Linked DNA regions of Gossypium hirsutum: region 2 is linked to region 1. The links are chromatin contacts, called in public Hi-C maps. All regions are on one chromosome and are shown on one strand. Each heading gives the region's core, a stretch centred on a gene start, on an enhancer-like site or on the middle of the called end of the contact. The rest is flanking DNA. Distances are from core to core; before and after follow the strand shown. Region 1 overlaps LOC121206495 (a long non-coding RNA gene). Region 2 holds the start of LOC107888622 (transcription factor PRE5).

What was found. A called contact is a pair of places that touch in the nucleus more often than the background predicts.
Region 2: a Hi-C map of leaf shows a contact between it and region 1, with 4 times the contacts expected there. The contact joins the promoter of LOC107888622 here to the enhancer-like site in region 1. A contact is called at or near these places in 20 of 34 Hi-C or Micro-C datasets (anther, callus, cotyledon and 4 more).

Annotation. Positions count from the first base shown.
Region 1 is chrA09:5,760,689-5,765,340 of Gossypium_hirsutum_v2.1, reverse strand. It overlaps LOC121206495 (a long non-coding RNA gene), which reads right to left. Exons shown (of 2, transcript XR_005901529.1): 2 at 4,104-4,528. Among protein-coding and RNA genes, the nearest start is that of LOC121206495, 2.7 kb to the right of the region's middle. Within about 2 kb of position 2,285, at least 3 of the 9 cell types and tissues checked have an H3K27ac peak or open chromatin away from gene starts, as enhancers often do. A contact at or near this core is called in hypocotyl and leaf, where this site is marked.
Region 2 is chrA09:5,899,232-5,903,883 of Gossypium_hirsutum_v2.1, reverse strand. It overlaps LOC107888622 (transcription factor PRE5), which reads right to left and starts at 2,056. Exons shown (of 2, transcript XM_016812792.2): 1 at 1,496-2,056; 2 at 613-971. The coding sequence starts at 1,621. The coding sequence ends at 819.

The DNA of each region.
Region 1 (4,652 bases), core at 1,036-3,535:
ATAAATTAAACTAAATTCTGATAGAGCATTTTAGACTTTTACTAATAAAGCTACTACAAGGGCTGTTGTGATATGGTACAGGGTGTTGGATTGCAGGCTTTAGGCATAGTAATGGGATAAGCATTATACTTAAAGCTGAACTATGGAATGTTTATGAGGTTCTAAAGCTTGCATGGGACAAGGAATTTCACAAAGTTATGGTGGAAGTTGATAGCAAAATGGTTTTCAATTTATTGTTAGAAGTGGGAAACATTTTCTTTCTCATTTTCACGTAAGAACTAGAGATTTATCAATAAATTTTCTCTCGAATTCTTCTTACTTTTCTCCTTAATTTTTTTATTCAATACTACTAATCTAATATGGTAAGTTCATCTTCAATTCATTTCTTCATTTCAATTCTTTAAACACATGTTTTCACCATTTTATTCCTTTTTTCTTCTCTTTAACATTAAACATAAGGTTTGTAACACCCTAGACTCAATTCAAATGACAATCGAATAATAGTCAAATCATAGCTAATAAAAAGAGTAGATGGTATCCTATCATTGGCATTGTATGGAATATGAAAATGGAAATGGCCATGGGTCATTTTTCTAGGACAAACAATTTTATCATTATTGGTTTAAGTAATGATCATTTTCATTGCAAAAGATACAATGGTAATCATAAGATAAAAATGGCTTGATCAAGTGAATAGATTTAACCTAAAAGGGTAACTCACGAGGGACAAGGTCATTGGACAAAAGCTTGATTTATGTAGCTTTCATAATGGTATATAATGGGGAGTTCAATCATGGTACTTTTAATGGATTGACTTCATGACTAAATAACTTTGTAATTAGTAAACGAAGAGTTAGAACTTAATAACAAATTATTTTAGCCCTAATTTTATATAGCTAATTATATATATAGTTATGGCTTAATTACAGATTGCATGATAAGAGGTGTGAATGAATGTATAAAACCAATGAGAAATAGATTGCATGTATTATTATTTATAGTAAATATATTTTCTCAAGAAGGCGAGAGATAACTTAAAATTAATTTAATTTTTTTGGATTATTATTTAACTAGATGAATAAATTAAATAATTGAGCCCAAAGTGAAAATTAAATTATGTAGCCATCGTAATTTTATTTCATTTGGATAATTAAATAGGTTTGCCCATAAGTTATAATACAATAAAGTCGTCATGATCTTAACAGAACTGAAATTGAATTGTGTAAATTAATTAATTAATTCTCATTAATTAATTTGAAGGAATATTTAATTATTTTTTAATTAAGTATTTAGTAATGATTTTTTTATTTAAATCAAGAGAGATGACCTCGGAAACTTGAACCGATTTTGGACCAACCCAATTTAGCCCAAATGGTCATGGGTGTCCAAAGTATAGGGAGTGCTCTCTCTTAGTGTGCCACCATTGGTTTTCCTTGGGTGTCCTAATTGGACTCAAATTACCCCATTTTAATTAATTAAAAACTTTGAATGAAAATTAAACTCTTGTATAGTTTTCTCTATAAATACCCAAAGCTAATCGAAAATTATATAGTAGAAAATACTAAGGGAAACTTTGTGCATATTTAGTGATATTTTATTTGAGTAATTTATCTTTTATTCAAATAAATTTTATTTTTCTTGAGTTGGACTTTTAGATTGGGAGCAATTATAATTGCAGTCATCCAACGGTTATAATTAGAAACTAGAAGTTAAAAATTCAGTTTTAGATTACATAAAAGTTTATGCAAGGAACTTTCTAAGAAAGTCTTGGTTTTTGTCCTATGTTCGGCTCTTTGAATAAGGGTCATTATTTAAGTAATTGTGAGTTCAAGAATAGCAGAAAAGATCAATTAGTTGGAAGCTTAAAACATTTAGACTTCAATTCAGTTTAATCAACATGTTCATGCACATTCCTAAAAGTCTTTTACGATACAAATTTGATCTGGTTGATTACTTTAATATCACAACAAAAACTCGTTTTAGACCAATTTTAAATTTTCGATCTACCAACTTTAGTATATTTTCTAAGCAATTTTCTAACAACGATGATTATTAAAAATAAAAAGGGGGTTAGGTACAGTAACAATAGGGTTTTTGAAAGGACACACTATAAGGTGTGCATATTTGGGTATTTATATCGAGATTCCTTGGTACTCTTAAGTTGTTGATTGCATGAGAGTGCTGGAAAGCCAAGTCATTTCTTCCATGTGCTTGCCTGAGGATGTTGCTGTCTTTCAAACAAAACTACTCCTCCAACCCATTTGTTGGTCCTATTTCTTGACCCATGACAGAGACTAGGGTTGATGATTACTTATTGCCTATAATCATGCCCCAATTGGATATTTGTGAGGCTTTGCCTTCTTGGGCTTGCTAATTTCTTTGGATTTCTAGTTTTTTCTCTTCGGCTTAAGACTTATTCTCTTGGACTTGATAATTTCTTTAGATTTGAAGCTTATTGTCTTTTGCCCGAGACTTAAGTCTCTCAAAATTAATTATGAAAAAATTAAAATAAAATATTATTAATATATTTTGAACAACAAAATGAAGGTCTTTTTGCCACAAAACCATATTAACTTTGAAAAATCTTGCCATAATTTCTTTTTAAAATGGTGAAAAGGGAAATTTTTAAAGGAGAAATATAGGTGAATGTATCTAGCTAAACCCTCTATTATAGGGGTCAGATCAAATTAATCATTTTATTATTAAAAGGGTAAATTTAATTTATATATTATTAAAAAGAATCAAATAAGTTCAAAATTCAAAAGATTAACATTTATTGTTTAAAAAATAACATTTGTTGTTCAACATAATTATATTTTGAAAGCTTTTTTATTATTCTACTATGAAATATTTTGTTTGGAGTCAAACTATAAATAAAAAATAATATTTTTATGTCATTTTTCAAGCAATAAGGTTATGCTCGATTGGATGGAAAAAAAATTTATGTTTTTCATCTTTCTAGTTTTATTTTCACTCTATTAAGTAAAGCCTAAATGTTGACTCTGTTCCAATTTACCCTTATTTGACTTTTTTTTATATAGTAGAAGGATTAGATTGATTTGTTTAATAGTAAAGGGACTAGTTTGATCCAATCCCTATAATCAGGAATAGACCTAGAGGGCTGGTAGGGGTCTCGGCCTCCCTAAAATAAATTTTTTTCATTTAGGTCCTTTATAATTTATAATTTTAGATTAGCAATGGTAAAATTTTACTTTGACCCCCCAAAAATGATAAAATTTTGATTTAATCCTCTAAAAATTATAAAGATATATGCTATTAAAATAGCAAAATTACATTTTTACTATTATAAATATATATATAATTTAATTTGGACCCCTCCAAAAAAAATTTTGACTTCGCTCTTATCCCCTAGGTCGTATTGATGGATCGTATAATAGAAGGAATTTTAAAAATATGAGACTGAAAATTAAAAGGATTAATTATATCTAGCTAGGGCAAACTGCCCTCTCATAATAAAGACAATTCAATACAAGCCATAAACTTGATGAATACGATCCTTAATAAATATAATATATATATATCACAAAATTAATCAGCCGAAAAAATTCTGCAAACTGAAGTGGCCCATATATTCTAGATAATGTCGGGTTCTTTAATAATGCATGAGAATAGAATTCGATTGTACATTTTAAATATATATATATACTCCACGAATAGTAATCATATAACTTTATATATTTTTATAAGATAATGAGAAAATATTAGTGAAAAATAAGGGGATTATGAGGTTGTCTCCGACAGATTATGTCTTTAATTTCGCATGCATGCTTGATTTATTAGTAATAAAGCAAAGTTTAAAGTAGCTTACATATTTTCTATGGATGATGTTTAAGAAAATAAGACACCAACTTATTTAGTTTCTAATGCAATCTTATTTTATTAGCTTGGGTTTTCACCCTGTTGAGGTTTCTTTAAAAATTAAACTAGTTTTTTATACTTTCGTAATTATTTATATGATTAATATTGTAATGATCCAATCATTAAATTTATTAATATAATTGTACTTGTCATGCATGTAAATTTTTGAACTGATCTGATATCTTTATCATATCTGTAGCAGCCCAAATTTGACCGGGCTTAAATAAAACAAAAATAAATAAATATTTATTTATTTATTTAACAGTCCATTAAAAGTCCAGGTTACAAAGCCCAAACAGTAGGCCCAAAATCAGAACTACCCAGCAGACCCATTACCCTATACCAGTTACAACCTTAACCCAAATAACTTTCAAACCCAAACCTAACCTAAACCTACAGCAGACTCAAACCCGAAGGCCCAAATAGCAGGGGCCCAAATGACTTTCAGATAGGGTTAGAAACCCTAGCTCCCTTTCTCCTCGCGCCGCAAATAGAAGGTTCCAGAAGCCAAGCCTCATGACCCTTCGGTTTCCGTCGTTCCAGCTGCCTTCCATCAATGCCACGATTCTAGGCCCCGAGTCACGCAGAGATCAACGCCACCGATAGACCATCGTCAAGCCCTCGTCACCACCGGATTTCTCGCAAGCACCTGCAAAAGGAAAGGAACCGCAGCAAACAAAATAAATATGGAAGGAGATAAAAAGATTTCTTCCCTAAATGTAATAACCACAGTGGCTATAAAAGCCCGAATCAAAACAATGTAAAGGATCCGA
Region 2 (4,652 bases), core at 807-3,306, 140 kb before region 1:
TGGTATCGTCGATACATCGATCCATCTTTGTCCTTTTCAATTCAAATCATGTTTAATTGTTTACCAAAAGATGAACAGGTTTCTGAAAACTATAGTACCCCATGTTCCCAGTGACTAAACTTTGGATGGGGTTATTGTGAGAGGGGTCTCATTTACAATTCAATATTGCCTGTGACACTTGTGATTCAAGAGTGTACAACAATGATATCGTAAAATTTGATTGTCATATTTAAAATTTAATCGTTTTATACAATTATATTCATATAACTTCTTTATCCGAAACTATAATTTTCTTTATACGAAATAAAAAATAAAAATCTTAGTAATAGGTAGGCCATATATAGAAAAAAAGAAAAACTTAATTAAGTCTTCCATCAAATCACTCACTAATGATGATTTTGGAGCTTCCTTATTGCAAATTATAACACAATTGATCCCAACTTACCGACATAAACCTTTAGAATCGACACAATAACATATTCTTTTTTAATTTCAAATCACATTCATTTCATGTGAATTAGTATTTCTTAGAATTTTAAATACCTCAATTGCTCAAAAGAAAAAAAAAAGATTACATAAGCATAAAAAGAGAAGTTAATCGAGCTTGTCCTATGCCAAGAAAAAGTAATAGTATATTGCCATTAAAATTAAAGGCTTTGCTAGTGTAAAGTCCTTTTATTATACAAATTAGGTAATTAGATTGCAAACCCTTCCACATGGAGGAAGCATCTTAAACTATATATAAATACAAATATATAATATCATATATATATATAAACCTAGTAATAATAAAAAACATTGGTTTATAATAAATATTATTACATAATTAAACTCCTAATAATAGCAGCCTCGGCACTATCAGCATCAATGGTGGCCAACAACTGTGAGAGCCGTTCACTTAGGTCGTCCACCTCCCTATGCAAGCTTCTAATGTAATTGCAAGTCTCTTGTAAGACCTTGGATGCTGATACCTGCACCAGCAGGGGGATTTACAATGCCCCAACATTAAGTCACTTTCTTTTCTGACATTTCTGCTTTCCACATTATTATTATTATTTCCATATAACATCATAATCGAAAAATAAATAAATCGTAAAGTCCGACCCTTGGTCGACAAAATAGACTATTATGTGCTTCGTAATGTGATGTTGTGATCGCTATTTTATGATATACATGATATCCGGGGTCAAAGCATGCACTGTTTTAAGTCAATGAGGAGCTGAAACCCAAGAAAATATGTTTCCTTGATGTCCGGGGTCAAGTTTTCAAACTGTATTTTCGAGGACTATTACTTTTTTTTTAACTGAAATATACTATTCCCATGTGCCACATGCAACCAGGGAAAATTAAATATATAGGTACGTTATAGTTTTCCATATAAAAATAAATCATCTAATTCATTGAAAATGTATAAAATTATAAAATAATAACTCAACTCTCTTGTAAAAATAAAGATGAATTAAAAGAAGAAACATGAATTCCATGAAATGTTTACCTTATCAGATCGCCTATCCCGAATCTCAGGCAGAAGCTGTCGTAACTTTGAGACAAGTTCAATGATTTGATCATCTGAAATCCTCGAAACACCTGCTGCTGACTGTCTCGACCTTCTGCTAGACATCTTGTGGGGGATTTAAAGTAATAATAACACCCTAATGACCAAAAACCAAGAATTATTTTAAAATATTCAGTAAGTTCCAAAATAGTACCCCCAAAATATGGAAATGCAGAAGGAAAAATAAATATATATGGTGTAGAAAAATGGTTATGGTTTGGAAAAGGCAAGAAGAAGAAGAAGAAGAAGAAGAAGAAGAAGAAAGAAAGAAAGAGTAGAGAGTAGTGTTAGATATAAGATATGAAGAATTGGAGAAAGTGATAAGAGAGATATAAAGAGGTAAGAAGGACCACAACCATGGGGGATGCGAGTGTGTGTATGTGAGAGAAGAGAGAGAAAAGAGAGAGTACAATAACAAAGATAGTGATGTTGGACGTGAAGAAGACAAGGGCATTGGAGAAAGCATGGTTGGACTTAAAAAGGGTTTGGTCTTTTGAATAAAAAAAAAAACTCAAGGAGTAATCGTTTGGGGTTCTTGTTTATATGTATAGATGTATTTTTGATGCTATAATTTTACGTATTGTATCCTAATTTGTCTTATTTTAATGGATTTCTTTGTATTGTATGATTGTAGTATTGGTGGTTAAAAAATTATGGAATGGAGAGAAAACGTGAGGGAGAAAGAGAAGGGGCAATAAAAGTTCATGTTCCCAACTTGGGGATTGATGGCAAGTGGGCTTTAAGAAATATGTTTGTTTTTGAGCTGACATTGTGGGCCTTCATGTGCATGTCTTAATACGCAATGCCATGTGATCATCACCTTCTCCAACTACATCCTTCTTTTGAAGTATTCCACAACCCCCAAATCTCCCTTTTCACACTCTTTCCTTTCTATTTTTTCCTATTTCCTTTAGCACATTTAATTAATTAAATAAACCAAACTTGTTTTGTTGTCTTCTTTTTCCTCCTTCAACTTCTTCAATAACTATTATGTTTCATGAATAGATTTAAATTGCAGATACAGATATTTTCTATCATATTGTGATTAAAATGTTTGTTATACCCCTATACCTTTTGGACACGTGGCACCACGAGAAGCTTCCTGAAAAATGCCCATGGATAACTCTCTTTCTCTTGCATCTCCCAATTAGTTCCTCATTTGAAGATCACTCGAGCAATTACTTGTCTTTAATTAGTTGACTGGTTACTAAGTGACCAGCCATTGACTTTTAGCGAAAACACACTTACCACCAATAGGAGACCATCATGGACCATTGAGGTGTAATAGTCTCGTACTACCTCAGCCAAAGGAATGTCAGAGTAGTACGACACTTGAGGACAATCAACTTGCCACCTAGCTGACCACATGTGTGGGCCACCACCCATATTATCAATGAGTTGGCACCATCAGGCATGAGACCAGGCACATGACCTTCCCCTATAAATACCTAAAAGAACGATGAGGAAGGGATCCTTTAACCATCTTTGCAACCCTAAGTACTTACCCTTTGGAATTAGTCTCCTTTGCCTTCGCAACCTCCTTATTCCTCTTCTACTTCTCTCCTTTTTTGGCTCTTCGCCTACCTAGGTGAACTGGTATCCATGTCACCCCCACCCTCTCCTCATTATCTCCTTCTTTGTTGTACAATTGTATCGATAATTTGTGTGGGGAATGCGGACCAGACCATGACTTCCTCTCAGATTGATGCTTTCCTCAACTTGGCTAATCTAGTGAATCCCACCAACCCTACTAACTTAGCAAATCCATCCAACCCTGTCAACCTAGAAAACCTTACCAATCCTAGGCTCACTTCAAACCAAACAGGAACCCAACCACTTGTACCAAACTCTCTGATAGGCTGTCGAGACCTACAAAAATAAAACTTGAAAAATAAGATTAGTATAAAACAAAAAGTAGGATCGTGTCCATGGAGATCGATGATAATTTTATTTCTTAAGTAAAAATAAGAAAAGTAAATAAAAAGGGGGTTTATAAAATAAAAAAACTAAATTCGAATTAAAAATTAAAATGGAGAAGACAATAATTGAAAGTTTTTTTTAGGAAAATAATGGTAAAAAGCTCTAGCCAAAGGTAAAGTCTTTTTTTGATTCATGAATTCGATCATCGATGCAAGAATATCTTCATTGCCTTTAATAAACTAGTTCTAGTTGCTAACTTGACAATGGACAACCAATCTCTTCTTACCTATTTGGTAACCATAAGGCAGCTCATTTGAAATTACTTCCCTAACCGATAAATAATCTCATAACAATGCCTAAGATTTAACTAACAAACTCACCTCAATCCACACCACATACTCATAAACTACGACATAAATAATTTATGCAGTTTGTCACTAGTATTAGAATGAATTAAACAATTACGAATTTAATGATTCTAATTGTCAAGACAATCATTCTAAGCTATCAAATACTGACCATAAATTTGACAAACCAGGATAATTGTAATTCAAATAGAAGATGCATGAATACTAAAGAACAAAGAAGAATTAAAGCATAAATTAAGTCACGTATTATTGAATCAAACTTCGATTAACCTTTGACTAGAAAAGAGGGTATAAGAACCCATAAAATAAAGAAAGCACAAACAAAATAAAACTAAGAGCGGTTATGTCTAAGTTAAGTCCACATTTTAACCTAATAATGTCTATTTATAGGGAAAAAATAATTTAATGGAGAAAATACAAAAGTGCCATTGATTAAATAAAGTAGAATTTTCAGGACTTTTGTCAATTTTCACATCAAACTCAGGGCTATTTTTGGACGCATTTTTTATGCCTTTTGGGATTGGGTTGTGAAATAACTTCGGTTAAATCTTTCAATTACCTTTGAATCTGCATATTATGCGTCCAAAGAGGAGTTTTGTAGCTCAAGTTAGGACCAAAATAGTGAAACTATGCTAAGTTGAAAGTTTAATTTGCAAAAACTTGCCAAAAATAAACTTTAAGGTCATTTTTCTCAAATTATTTCCAAAATAAATAATAAATAAATATAAGTATTAAATAATATAATTAAGAACATAAATAACATCATTCAGAAAAATATCACAAATAAATTGAGAAATTATGCACACATC